Regions from separate parts of the Anser cygnoides genome. Here region 2 is linked to region 1. The links are chromatin contacts, called in public Hi-C maps. All regions are on one chromosome and are shown on one strand. The core of a region is the stretch at or near the end of the contact, and the rest is flanking DNA. Distances in the headings are between cores, read along the strand shown.

Region 1 (7,247 bases), core at 3,190-5,689:
GGCACGCCAGGGAGCTACTCCACCAGTCGATCTCCCGCTCACAGTCCCTGACGGCCCTCAGTCTCTCAACCTCCTCTTTCAGCTGACCAGACCTTCCACCTGCTCGCACCCCACACAGCTGCAATACCTGCTGCCCTCCCCCGGCAGCAGCAGGCTCTGGCACTCCCTGCAGCCAGAGACCTGTATAGCCATGGCTCTGGGCAGGCCCTCTGTTTGGGTCACCACAGCCTTTTTGGGGGAAGCTCTCTGCCTGATGGAGACCACAGCAAAAACTGCGGTCACAAAGGCTGCCAGTAGACAGGATGGACAAGAAAGGGAGGAGGGACAGAATCCCTGTGCCCCACAGCCACCACTGCAGCATGCTGCGGGCAGCTATAACGTGCTGGTCGCCCCTCCCTGCACCTGGTGGGCAGCGACTCCTCGCTGCCCTCCCTGAGGCTTTTTTAAGGCTGAGGGCGATGTGATTCCATGAACAGTTGGTGAAAACCCCGCGCCCTGCAGCACCAGCGGCACACACGCTGCTCGCAGTGGGCACCTGCAGCCACAGCAGGTCATAGAAAGTCTATGACAGGGCACCCTGTCATAGAAGGCTACCAAATTTGTGATGATTTGCCCTTAGAGAAGCCATGTTGTCTGTCACCAGGTACCTCTCTGCACTTCTAAAAATGTGGTATTTCCAAGTGCTTCCCTCATGCCAGGTTGTCTCCAAAACATTTTAGCAAGAACTACGAATTCCACTTTTATTTTTTTTACTACTTCTTGTGCAGTTCACCAAAGCTTTGCAACTTCTCTTGACTCCCCAGTTGTTTCTGCGCAGGTGGAGTCACTAGGTAACTATCATCTTTCAGACTCTGAATGCTCCTTGTATGTGGCAAACTCTTCTTCCTAAACAAACAAACAAAAACTGTTCAAAAATTTCCCTATAAAGCTTATCTATAACTAATGCAACTATTTCTCTATAAAGCATATGGCAGTGCTTTGGTGACCAGTCTTTGCACTGCGCTTGTTTTCACTGTCACAAGTGCATAGTTAGTTTCATAGGGTCTCCCCAGTGATACCACATATCTGCAAGGTTGTCCTGCTGTAGTATTTCTGAGACTTGCCTCTTCAGAAAATCCCATGTATGGTCCCAACATATCTTGTACATTTCTAGGTAAGTTTAGGTAAGCACAAGACATTTGGACATCAAGCAGGGAACAAAGGATGGCAAAACCGGTATGTACGTAACTGGATCATACATAACTAAAAAGTAGCTCTTCGCAATAAAGTGTTCTCAGGACTGGGTGAGTGTTCAGGTCAAATGTTTTGCCAGTGCATTTTCAGTGAAGGAAGTACCATTTGAAATAGTATTTGGACTGTTTTGTAAAAATGCTTGTCTCAGCATTAACCTTTAAACAGTCTAGTGAGTCATTTTGTGAGACTGGTTTCCTTCCTGTACACAGAAGGATGATTCCAAATGTTGTGTCCATCCACAGAGACAGGCTTCATGGGCATTCCTAGACAATGCCATATATATATATGTGTATTTCTTAAATAAGCAAAGCAAAGCAAAACAAAAAGCAAAAGCAGAAATGATTCTTCTCCATGTTTTATTATCAGGCTACTCATACATTGGTATGCACTAGATATTTTATCTTACTTGTGTAGGACTTTGTATTTGCTCACCTCATATGATTGAGCTCCAGCCAAGACTTTTGCTGTTCTTTGGTTCTCATTCATTAACAATTTCTGTGGGAAGCCTATAGCTTCCATTTCTTTCACAGTCAGACTTTAAATAAGCTCTCCTTCAAGATTTCATCCTTACTGCTTAATCCTGTAAAAACAAAACAAACCCTCAAGCTATTATTGGCAATGCTTTATTTTTTCTTGGCCCAAGGACACTTGTTTGAAAAACTAACAAACCAAACAGAAGACTTATGCTTCCTGTTGGATAACTTTCAATAGAATCAAATGGGGGAGACACATTCCCGGTGTCCTGGTGCTCCCTGTGCACCTTTCCTCACGTGCTTACAAAAGTTGGCCCTTTGCCACTCTCTTGTTTAAATGCTCTCTTACAAGAGTTGTAAGAGGATTGTGGCACATGACAACACAATAAGGAGGCGGGTGACATTTAATGTTGGTAATTGTGAATTACTGAATTGGGAAAGCAAACACAACTATACATAGAGTGGTGTAATCTAGGTAAGTTACCACTTAAAGAAGAAACATAGCAGTTGCTGTAGAAAATTCTATTAAAAACCATGTCAAGATGCTACGGTATTCAAAAGGTAAATACAGCAGGAAGTATTCAGCTGCATCTTGAATACTGGCTGTTGTGGTGGTCCTCTATCTTAAAAACAATTATAGTAGCAGAAATTATGTAGACAACCGGACAGTCACGGCTCAGAATAGTTTCTTCTGGTGGACAAGCTCAACCGATGAGAACGTTTCGCCCTGTGAAAAAAAGACATCTAAGTGGCAGTATGAGGGATATGAGGGGAATAGTTTTATGTAATAGTTTTATGTAAATTTTAACAGTACATTAACTAGGAGATATCAAATGAAATGATCAGATAGAAGTTTGAAAACAAAACTAAAAAGCAAACAACCCAACACTTTTCCACATTTTGCATGATTAGATTCATGGCTTAAAGGATGATTATTGGTAACCAAAAGTATGAACAGGTTTAAAAAAGCAATTAGATGAATCCAGAGGAGGAAAGTCTATAAAATATTGCTAATTAATGCACACCCAACTTCTGGCCCACTAAGCCCTTACATTACAGCTTGCCAGTCTAGTATACTAGGAAACTGTAATTCTGTATTGTTTACTGTCTTTAAACAGCTCTGCTCTATTCTTCTCCAAGGTTTGCCTCTCATCAACCTCTTTGCCTTCAATCTGGCAGTCTGACAAGCAATACAACACTGGCATACTGTAAGTAGGGAGGCACAGCTTTCTTTTGCATTGTGGCATGTCTGCATTAAGTATAGACTCCATATATTCCCACATTTTCTTGTGCAGGTTGTACAAAAGTGTTCAAACCTCTATTCCCAAGCAGGTACCTGTCTGTCATTGTGTGCAGCCTGGCAGGGCAAGGCCTTTCTTCACCCACACAGCAGGGTATGGACCTCTGATCCCCGGGCATCAACATCTGCCACAAAGCAATGTGTCAGCCTCTCCCTTCTACTTCAGAGAAACAGAACAAGCTGGAAGAGGCGAAGGGAAAACAGAAGTTGCACATTTGCATAATTCTATCATGATTCAGGTACTTAGCTCACACCAGTCATGCATCGTTCCTGTGTATCTATTCATATAGCTGTCCTTTTTTTTTTTTTTAAAGCTAGGCCAGTTACATTGACATATGCTAGTTAAATTACAAGTATGCTATTTCATTGGTCTTAATGACCCAAGACTGTTCCTGTTGTTGACTTCAAAACAGTTTCACTTACCAGATCTATGGAATCAGCAACACAATCCCCCTTTCCGAGTTTCGTTTTTTTTTTTGCACTGGGCACTGTCAGAGATGCAATGCTGGGCTAGTTGGGTGTTTGGCATGATGCAAGGACAGTTTCTTTGACTGCTACCACCCTGTTCCTCCTACAAACCTCCAGATGCAGTTTCAGCTCTCACTGCATTAACTCTTGTTTCGTACCAGAAAAAAATAAATATATACATATTCCTCAAACTCAGTGCTGTTTCATTTATTTGTTCTTATAGTCTCAGCAATAAATTGTACTCACTGTCTTGCATAGATAGCTTAAATTACTTCCTGGCGCAATTAGCCCATGCCACGTCTGTCTCTGGCTGTGGGGACAAAGATAACTTTGTTTATAAACTTTTCTTACACCTTTTCTCGTACCTTTTCTACCAGTTTTCAGAGTGAACATTTAGGATTGTTAGAGACTCAGTTCACAGGCCACTGCACAGCAGAAGACTTCAACACCAACCTTCACCGGGGAGTATGTGACTATTAAACAACGGGAGTTTACACACTATTAGTCCTTATCAAAAAAAAAATGTGAAGGGGAGAACAGCGGGATCTGCTTCAGCACGCCCCGACCCAGGGCTTCCCAGCACCCGCCGTGTCACGGTGATCCCGGTGCCGACAAGCCGCCACCCCCCTTGGTGGCGCTGCCTGCCCGCGGCCCCCCGCCCCACGGGAGGCCTCAGCCCCGCGGTACCGCAGCCAGCACCGAGGCCAGCGCCCCGGCGGCCAAACGGGAGCTCGCACACAGGATGGCGCCCGGCGCGGCTTCGTCAGCCCGCACCAAACATGGCCGCCCCGTCAGGCAGGGGGGGAAGCGGGCTGCCAGGAGCCAAGATGGCGCCGGCCGCGCTTGCTTTGTCAGGACCGGTTCCAAGATGGCGGCCGGGCGCAGCAAGATGCCTTCCTCGGCGCCGTCGCCGCCGCGGCCCGATCCCAACGTAGGCGTAGCGGCGCCCCCAGGCGGGGCCTGCCCGCATCAAAGATGGCGGTCGGAAGTGCCGCTTGTTCCTAGGCTCCCACCCTTCGCTCCGCGCCGGGGTGCCGGGGTTCGCGTCCGAGATGGCGGCGGCCGAGCTGGAGTACGAGTCCGTCCTCTGCGTGAAGCCCGATGTCAACGTGTACCGCATCCCGCCGCGCACCTCCAACCGCGGATACAGGTGCCGGGGCCGGGCCGGGGGCCCGTGCTTGCTGCGGGGCTGTGCGCGGTCCCCGCTCCGCCTGGGGCGGCCGAGCCTCTCTCGCCTGGCCTCGGCGCTGCCCGCTTCAGCGGGGCGGGGAGGAGGAGGAGGAGGAGGAGGAGGAGGAGGAGGATGAGGATGAGGCGGCGGAGGCCTTGCCGGGGGTCGGTGGTCGACTTTCACATGAGCGACCGGTCAGCTGGCACGGTCAATTCTGCGTGGACGAGCAGGGGCTTGGGATGCAGGTGCTCGTGGTGCCTGCTGAGCCGCACTCTGGCTTTAGGCAGGTCAGGTGGACTTCCTGAGGCCTTAGCACCTCTGCCTCCGCTGGCCCCAGCCGCAGATGACATGCTGAATGTTTCTAATAAATTTGAATAGTCTTTTGTATGCTGTCTGTGCCTTAGACCAGAAGTATTCCCTCCTATACTGCGGAGGACGGGGGATTGCCTAGCTAGTCGTACGCAGGACATGAGAGCACGTAAGTGACTTCCAGTGCTTTTTCCAGGCAGAGCCAACATCTGCTCTCAATTTGCCAGGTTCCCAGTATCGGACACGAGTCCAATCTGCTGTAACCAAATGTTGAATTTGGTCTGTTGGCTGTTGCAGTAGCTGGGAGGAAGGCAAAAGAGCTTCATTATGATTGTTATGAAAATATTTCAGGTCTAGGAGTTAGAAATACCTTCTCTGTCTTTAGCCAAAACCAGTGGCATGTCACTGTGAGCTGCTCCTGCAGACTTGCTGGAGAAATTGGTTTGTACTCTGAAGCTCTAGGGTGTATTGCTGGTACTTGCCGGGCTTGGTGATCTACTGCTGGTGTGGATGCTGTACCTGGCCACAGATGCTTATTTCCATTTGCAGACTCCTGTAGGTTGATGTTTTTTCTGTTTTTTTTTTTTTTTTTCTGTTTTTTTTTTTTTTAATTATTATTTTTTTCTTTCATTCTGCAACAGTCTGTTTGATGGGGCAGCCAAGATGGTTGCATGTATGATGTTTTACCTAGTATAAACTAGCTGCCTCTAGATGTACAGGTACTTGATACTGTTTTTACAACAGTAGGATAAAGTAATGGAGTGACTTTTCAGTATGTTTCAGAAAATTAATGAATTTTCCTGATGATTTTAAGTTGCTTTTTGTGTTTACAGTTCCAAGTGAGTTCTTGGGTTTCAGTCTCCCCTATTCTGCAATATTATAAAGGAAAACACAGAGTTGATGTTCTCTGGATAGTATCTATTTCCCTTTATGCAGCAGAAAGGTAGGCTGCTCAGAGCTATGCATGTAGATTGGCAGCAACAGAGGAGCTGAGACCTTATATATTGTTAGAGAAGAGAAGGGGAATAAGGCAGCTGCGTGCATTGAAGGTTTGGGAGCAGAGACTTTAGCTGGATGGGCAGAAGTGGAAGGGTTGAAGTACGGTCAGTGAACAGTTGCTTTTCTTTTCAGGGCATCTGACTGGAAACTGGACCATCCGGACTGGACAGGGCGACTTCGTGTCACCTCCAAAGGCAAAACTGCATATATAAAACTAGAAGATAAGGTTTCAGGTAAGGGAAGGGATGTGGTTTGGCAAGACCGTAACTGTGGTTGCTAGTTATGAATCTGTGATTCTAAGCCTGCTCAAAGCTCTGTGCTTCTAAGCCTGCTCAAAGCTCTGTATGGTAGCTCTGGACATGCATTAGAAAAAGCTTGCTCTCCTTAATACCTGATTCTTTGTTTCTAGGGGAACTATTTGCTCAGGCTCCCATAGACCAATATCCTGGCATTGCAGTGGAGACGGTGACGGATTCCAGCCGTTACTTTGTGATTCGGATTCAGGATGGGACTGGTAAGTTGAGGGGTCATGTATATGCCAAGTGTCGGGGTGGAGGAGACGGATGGAGCTGAGGTATGTCTGCGTTCATCAGACATACCTGATGGAGCTGCATGCATGTCTGGTGGATTGAGATGGTGGGGGGAGTGCTGAAAAGTCTGGGTAGGGTGTCTGGAGGGGTAGGAAGGTAAGATTAACAGAGGAGGGTTCTCTACAGTACACAGAGTACAGGGAGGAGCATTTAGTTTCTGAGAGCGCTACATGGTGAGAAAAGTGCATCTTACAGGCTAGGAGCAATGAACTTCTGTGAGCTGCTTGTGTTCAGCTGCAGATGTCTCAGAGGGAGGTAGCACAGAGTGGTTTAGGAGAAGCAGGAGGATTTTGGAGTGAATGGACACAGGGGCCAATTTGCAAGGCACCTACAATGACTCCTTCCGTCTCCTTGCTAGGACGAAGTGCATTTATAGGCATTGGTTTCACGGACCGTGGTGATGCCTTTGACTTCAACGTATCTTTGCAGGATCACTTCAAGTGAGTTGTGCTTTTCTGGACTGCTGCTTTTCCTCTGGCCCCTGGAATGAGTTGGGTGGTGGTGCATGTCCTCTTAGAGCAGGTTTCCTCAGGATGATCATGAAGCCCTGCTCTGAGTGTGCTGCAAGCTGAGGGTCCTGCAGGGTCTGATCTGTTAGTCTTAAGTCCTATGACACTACAGGTGGAGTGTTAGACAGTCTCTTGGGTTTGTGGTATTCTGAGCTTTTTGCTATACTGCACTGGGGGTGGTGAGGTAGCTGGCTT
Region 2 (7,247 bases), core at 1,742-4,241, 530 kb before region 1:
GAAACAGCTAGTTTCTTGGTTATATATTTAAACAATATTAATATTATTCACTGATTACCTTGGATGGATTTAATGGTGGGATTTCAACAAGTGATCCCATTCCACTGTGCTCTATAAACATCAGACTGACATGCTGCAGATTTCTCATACCATAGGGTTAACAGCTTTGGTCGCAGTCTTTTTAGCAACAGACAGCATAGGTTTCTTTTAAGGCAAGACAAAAAGTATAAACAGAAGTAATATTTGTTATAAGAAGTTGGGAAAGGTGGATTAGCCCTACTTCGTATAGGGCTTGCACTACCAATGGTCTTGCCTTGCATCACACAAAGTCAGTCACAATCTATTTATAAAACCTAATGCATTACAAAGCACACTAAAACATGGGTAATTTGTTGATGCCTTTACCATACCTGAATAGATTTAGTTGTTCATAGGACACCACAGAAATTCATATGAGTTATATTAGACAGCCTAGATGTCCGCACTCAGGAAAGGCAGTTAATCTGCCACCAGAGCCTTCTGTCAAATTAAGATATTCAACAGGCTACTAAAGTGGATAATCTTTATTTGCTCTAATATTTTCAGTTTAATTTGAAGTTCAATTGATGAAGCCTTTTTACGGGCCTTCATTTCATTGAATATCTTCCTTCATCTGCATGTTGCGACTTTTGTAATGTTCACGCTTTCTGAGTTTTCCTAATAAGTTTTAGAGGAGCTTCTCTTCACTACAGCCTGTGAAATATTTTGTCTCCCACAAAATAATGAACCCTTTTTTTTTATCCTTCTGGGTATTGTTGTTAATCCTGTTAATTTGTACAAATGCTTTTTCTTGTAAAGCTTTTTATTTATTTATTTATTTATTTTAAGTAAATTGCTTTGGGTTTGTTTCCTTTAGATATCTCTTATCAGATCAGCTACCCTTGTTGGAAGAAGTAGCCAGTCCTTCAGATACACAATCTGTCTTCCAGGTATGAAAAAGAACCAAAAAGCTTTCAAGCTAAGTACAAGTTCAAACCAATTGTTCTGCGCTTAATGGGATAGGTACCAGATAGACTGCCTCAGTCAGTGCTTGTGGAGCAAGGTGGGCAGTAGGATGTCAGAGACCTAATGAGTGGTTCCTGGGGGACTGAAAAACAGATGTTTTGTACCTTGTGGATGGGAAATAGGTGAGTAGAAGAAAGATTGCAGTGAGAAGGATCTCTGCTGAATCCCCGCTTCTGATAGTCCTCTAGATCTATGAATTTTAGTTTTACATGCTCATCCTTAAAGCATACTGTACGTGTCCATTCTGGTTTCTTTTTGTTTTCAGTTCACAACATCCTGAATGAAAACAGAACACGTGGGGTGAGTCATGTTTTCCAACAAATATCCAGGACACAATTGCTTTGAAAACTGCTACTTTGCACAAGTTATTTACTGGAGAAGACGGAAATGGGAGGGAGAGGACAGACAATAGGGGGCATTTTTGGAGAAAGATCCATATGGCTTTTATTACTTTATAGTTACACAACCAGATTTTATCAATATTTCCATCTCTAGCTGATAATCTGCTAAATCTTTTGGTTTCTATGACTGTGTATGTTCATTCCTTTTTCATATCACGCTTATATAACACTTATTCCTAGCACTGGCTGCCTCCTGTTTGTTTTCCTTATTTTTGTGGTTTGTAAAAAGGTGTTGAACTTTATTCCATGAGAGACTGTGCCTGATTTTTGAACACAGTTCTTAAACTTCCTTTCCTCCTCAGACATTTCTCCTCATCATTCACACTGCTCTTCCCTGCAGTTTTCTGTCAGCACAAGAGTCAAGACACACTATGTAGTTAAACTAACATTCAGTTTTAACATTCACTATATTTCAAAGTTTAATATTCAGACAAACCATTAGTGTTGTTCTGATCTTATCAGTTCCTCTGTACAGATCAGAGAACCTCTGCCACTAATGTGGCTTCATATAATCACATTCAATAAGATTTGTGCTAAAGTATTTTATCTCCTGAGTATTCATACACAACAGGACTCTTCACAGGGGTCACAAATCTCTAATAAGAGCGTGACCAATCTTTGATTCTTTGATTGCAGAGACTCTGTAGGGCAAGCTGAAGCCCTACAGCTGCAGTTTTGCAGTCTTCCAAGGGCTGATACAAATACCCCACAAAGTCAGGCTACTCAGGGAGTTCTGGTAGCTTGGACTGAGTATTTCATTTTTGTGACCAGCTGGAATGTAGCAATCTTTTTTTTTTTTTTTTTTAATTACTAAATTCAACTTCTGGATAAGCTGTTGCAACAAGATATTCACAGACAACCAAGCCAAGTGAGCAGTGCTGTTTCTGAGTGACTTTCACTATGGATGCAACTCACAGCAGCACAGCTCTGAATCTGGCAAAGGGAAAGGGGAGACACCTGGGGCACCTGGAACATTTTCACCCCAGACCAGGCAGTCTAAGAGCAGGCAACACAGAATGGTGGAAGATGATCACCATGCTGGGGGGCAGGGATGCCACCCGATGGCATTGCCTAATATTTATGCATGTTCACAGTGGAAACAACATATTTCCATATCTAGACCTGTAGTCACCTCACTTTGGATTTTATTCCTGACTGACTAATTGTCTAACCTAGCAGCCCTGTTAGGGGCTTTGTCAGCAAACTACTGCAGTATTCTGTTAATATAACATGAGCAATGCTTTTGCCTGTGGGTTTCCTTTTGTCGTAACATACCTATAAACACAGCTTTTGACTTCAAAAGATGGCATTACTGGATGTCCGAGCGCTGAGATTGGATGCTACCCTCAGGGAGCAACCTTGTGTCAAACCTGGTTCATTTCCCCAAGACTGTGGATCTCTGATGGGTTAAAGAAAGCAGGGTATGAATGGTTCGAAGATTTCTAATATAAGTACTGTCCAATAAACACCCTTCCCCCACATTGAAAGTCTCTAGCCAAATACTGTCCCTCTGCTCCAGCTCCTCCTTATACGCCTCTCGCCTCTCCCCATTTCCGGATGGGTCCTGGCCCACAGCCCTTATCTCCTCTAGCCCCTGGGCTGTTTGCAGAGAGCAGTTAAAAAGGGGCTGACCCAGCAGAGAGTGGAGGGGAATTACAAGGTGCAGGAAAACAACAGCACCGGACCAGACTGGATGTCTGCTTGAGTCACCACAGTCCTGCTCTGCACCATGGGGAAGGACTGGCTCTTTGGCAAACCAGATATCTTCCTCCTTCTCCTCTTCTTCCTCCCTGGAAATACCTCTCCCACTACAGAACCGTAAGCTACACATATGGAAGGGGGAGGGAGGTCTTAGTGCTCCTTTTTTTTTTTTTTTCTGTCATTTTTCTTCTTTTCTGTCATTCTTTATACAGCTGTGCCAGTTTCTCCCATTCCTACCCTGCATCCCACTACTAGCCCAGCCCTGACCTTCCTGCACATCTCTGCCAGTGTTCCCTCTTCCCCTCGGTACTCCCCTGCTAGTCCAGCCCTGGTTCAGAACAATATCTCTGCCTAAATATATTCTTACCTAGAAATCTTCAGGTGCCTGAGTTTTTGTGGGCATGCATGTACTTACCTTTCCCGTAGTATCCTTGTTTTGATCATTGAGTCATTTCTCCGCGTTCTCCTGTTTCTTTCAAGCTGGTTTGTTCCCTTTCTCCTGTTTCTTTCATCCCAGTTTGTTTCCCTTGGCAGCATCAGACGTGCTTGTTCCCAAAGAGGATCTGTGACCTAAATTCCCTTCCGCCAGCATGGAGTCTGGCGCTGGCACCCTCCCCTGGGATGTCCACCCCGGGGCTCTGCAGGTGAGGAGCATGGCTGCAGCACTCACACTGCTGAGGGCCCCAAGGAGAAGCTCTGCAAGGGCAGATCAGCCTGGCCTCCCCACCTCAGCCTCACCTACCACAGAGGGTTCTGCAGCCTCTTGTCCAGGCAGAGCAATCTCCCTCTTTAGACTCTTGCTGCTGTCACAGCGTGCCTCTTGCTGTGCCACGGTTCTCTCCTCTGTGGTTCCGAAGCTGGTCTTGTGATGCTTGCTAGAGATCTCGTGCCGACAAGCACCGCATGAGCACTAGTAGCTGCAGCAGGAGGTGCAGCAACACTGCTGTTGCTTACTGTGTGGTCAGAGGTAAAGTGGTGACTGGCTCAAAACTGAAGGACCTTTGACTCACACTTCACCATCAGTCCCTCATTCACCTGCCCTATTTGGCTGCTTCTGGGGTAGATAAGCCAGCCAAGTCTGCTTTGGGGTCAGGCAAAGCTCTCCAGTGTCTCCACGGTAATCTTGTTCATATCCCTGCCAAAGATCAGACGGAAACTGCTTGGTCCTTTCCTCGCATAGGCAACATGCTGCTCTTTTTCTCTGAACTGAGCATCATTTTGGGAGGGGAGAAAGAGGAAAGGATGAGAAAGGTGTGAGGAGGAGAGGTGTATTTGGGATCACAGAACAAAGATAGGAGCTGAGTGCAGTAAGCAGTCAGGGAAGAGGTAGACAGTGTGGTCTGAGTAGTGAATTGCTAGGCATGTGTGAGAATAATGGATCTCACTCACACTTGGTACCGTGTGCTGCAGGGTTGATCCGATGCTGTGTATAACACAGGAGGGAAGCTACCCTAGAACGGAAGACCTCCAAGTCAAATCAAAATGAAGCTTCCAACCAAGATTTGCGTTCTGCATCTTGCACAGGGAGATAGCTTTGATAAGCAGCAACAGTTGTTGCTCTTTCTGTTTCAGAAGTGGCTATCTGCACAGGAGACACAATTAAGGTTCAGATTAGATATTAAAAAATAAATAAAACTCTTATTCACCATGTTACTGCAGCATCAGAACGGGTGACCCATTGCAACTTCCTTTTCCAGGAGAGAAGTTGGCTTGAGACATCCAAATGTCCTTTCCAAACAAACAAACAAATATATATATATATATATGTACGATACTGCGGCATACTGACAATAGGACTTTTTTTCTTACTCTGGATCTATTCTGGAAGAATTCAACAGTAGGCATTGTTCACCTATTCTGATATGTGGTTGTGCATGTAAGCTATTTTACAATGTAGTGTATAATGTTTGGGAATATATTTGAGATAGCCAAAAGTGCTTGCTCATGATGGTATTTGAATTGACAGATATGGATACAGATTGACAGAGCTGATGAAACTCAGTGGTTTCTTTGCTTGAATGTTTGTTCCAGGAAGCAGCTGAGAGTTGATACATGGAAGTATCAAGAATCATAGAATCATGTATTCTATGATTCTATGATTCTAAGCTAGTCCATCGTAAGCTAGAGTATTACCTTCTCCGTATAGACAAACTTAGCATTTTTAAGTCAGCCACTTTCTCTAGGGTCCCTTATCCCTCCTTGTTGCCTGCTTCTGATGGAGTCACTGCCTCTGTTTTCAGAATACTGCCAACCTTGCTGGCAGCGAGGCTGGTGAGGTCTCTTCTGGTAGCCCAGAAGCATTTCGTCCTGGAATGGCTGTATATGGACTGTGTGACCCAGACTATTTAAAGCTTTCATAGTACTTTAATTCATTTAGCCCTTTTCACCAACACATCTCAAAACAGTTGAAGGGAGGTCTATAAACAGCGTATTTCATAACCTTGTTTCAAAGACCGTGAAGCTGGCATAGGGGGAAGTTCTGTGCATTGGCCAAAATTTCAGTGAAACAGTGAACAGGAGGAGGAATAAAGCCAAATTCCCTATGAACTAGGTCACGCTGTCCCTTCGGTAGACTGGACGTTGCAGTCACATTGCCACTGACAGGATGCAAGGAAAATTAGATTAGGGGACGTAGGGTGAAGCTGTGGTGAGAAGGCTATGGAGGAAGGGTAGTGATGTAGCAAGCAGCTAGTTAGTGCAGCATAATCAAAAGCTGTAAGTCATTCCCTGGGTGGCTGGAGGTCCCTCCTTTCACTGCTTCTGCAGCTGCGAATAGGGGCCAGAGGTGCCTGCTGGCTCCTTACCATGCTTTATCCCATTGCCTGGTTTTGAGGGAAATGGTACTCCCTAGGTCCCACTGTCTTCAGAGTAGTTTTAGGAGGGCCCAAAAGCTCAGAGCCGGGGCAGTAATGTAGCTCTGGAATGTACCCAACTATCTCTTTCCGCAGGGCTGAAGGGAGACCACTCTACTTGTACACTTCTCACATCAGCTCTGCCTGAATACACTCAGTCCTGCGAGTAAGCATTTCTTCATTCTGATGCCCTGGGTATGATTTCCATCCCTCAACAAAGCTGTTAGTACACCACCATACTTTTTCCTAGGTCACTTGTGACTGTGTGATCTTTACAAAGTGTTTTTATTAACTATCTGGTAAGGTGCACATTAGCCTGCCCCAGTGGAGGGTCCATAGCAAAGCAGTTTAAACAGTGCTGACCCAAGGTTTCCTCCCATACAGTGATTAACATACCTTGCAGATTGAATTGCCACCAGGACCTGCTGCTGAAGAGCTTGAATGTACACAGGGAACAGGGAATACCAGGTCCATAAAAATGGCACTGCATCACACAAGAAGTGGTAAGTGATAGGTGCTGTGGGACAGAATAAAGGAGTAAGGCAGGTACTGTGCCTGAGTTTTCCACCTGCTGTACCCTTATGGAGCTTCTATTTATCAGAAGTGCAAGGTCTTCTTGTAGCAGGGATTACATCTGTGGCCCTATGTTTTCTAGCCCTTTCTGGGCAATGAATTTACCCAGGCCATTTTTGATAACCTTCCTATCAAGAGTAGCAGGTCTTCTTGCCTCGATGAGTCTCATAACAAATTTCATGTAACTGGGACCATGGGGTACAAACCATATCCCAGAGTTACCAGCAGCTGGGACTGACAGCTTCTTTCTAAGGGTCTGCACTTGGCTGCACATGCAGGTAGGGCCCTAATTATCAAATTCAGTGGTACCTGCTGGCTCCTTTTGTTCTTTACCCAGGGAAGGACAGTCAGCTGCTGTCTATCACATGATGCAATCTGGGTATGTTTGCTCTTCTTGGACTGCATGAGAAAACCAGAAGATTCAAGAGCCACAGGCTAGTCATACCAGAATTATACTTTGGACTTTATAGTACCTATTACCATTAGATTCCTTTATTTAATTTTGCACCTTAGTGAAGAAGTTCTGCTTCATTTTGTTTTTCTAAAAGTGTCAGTTAATGTTTTTACATGGTGTTGTTTAGTACATTTATTGTCACAGATGATGAACAAACCATACTTTAGGAATCCTTTGTGCATAACAGCTTTCTCTCATTCCTTTTTTTCCAGGCTAAAGAAT

The links. Hi-C and Micro-C count contacts between places; a contact is called where the count stands out from the background.
Region 2: a Hi-C map of liver shows a contact between it and region 1, with 1.8 times the contacts expected there. The contact joins the promoter of LOC106048077 here to the promoter of NECAP1 in region 1. A contact is called at or near these places in 2 of 7 Hi-C or Micro-C datasets (both in liver).

The regions. Positions count from the first base shown.
Region 1 is chr1:104,348,636-104,355,882 of Taihu_goose_T2T_genome, reverse strand. NECAP1 (NECAP endocytosis associated 1) reads left to right here and starts at 4,439. Exons shown (of 8, transcript XM_013199889.3): 1 at 4,439-4,624; 2 at 6,086-6,186; 3 at 6,363-6,467; 4 at 6,902-6,983. The coding sequence starts at 4,527. LOC125180824 (a long non-coding RNA gene) reads right to left here and starts at 4,355. Exons shown (of 4, transcript XR_007159729.2): 1 at 3,840-4,355; 2 at 3,043-3,186; 3 at 1,666-2,433; 4 at 717-885.
Region 2 is chr1:104,882,168-104,889,414 of Taihu_goose_T2T_genome, reverse strand. LOC106048077 (alpha-2-macroglobulin-like) reads left to right here and starts at 2,991. Exons shown (of 36, transcript XM_067005523.1): 1 at 2,991-3,263. The coding sequence starts at 3,175. LOC106048085 (a long non-coding RNA gene) reads right to left here and starts at 4,157. Exons shown (of 3, transcript XR_010824806.1): 1 at 3,562-4,157; 2 at 2,721-2,844.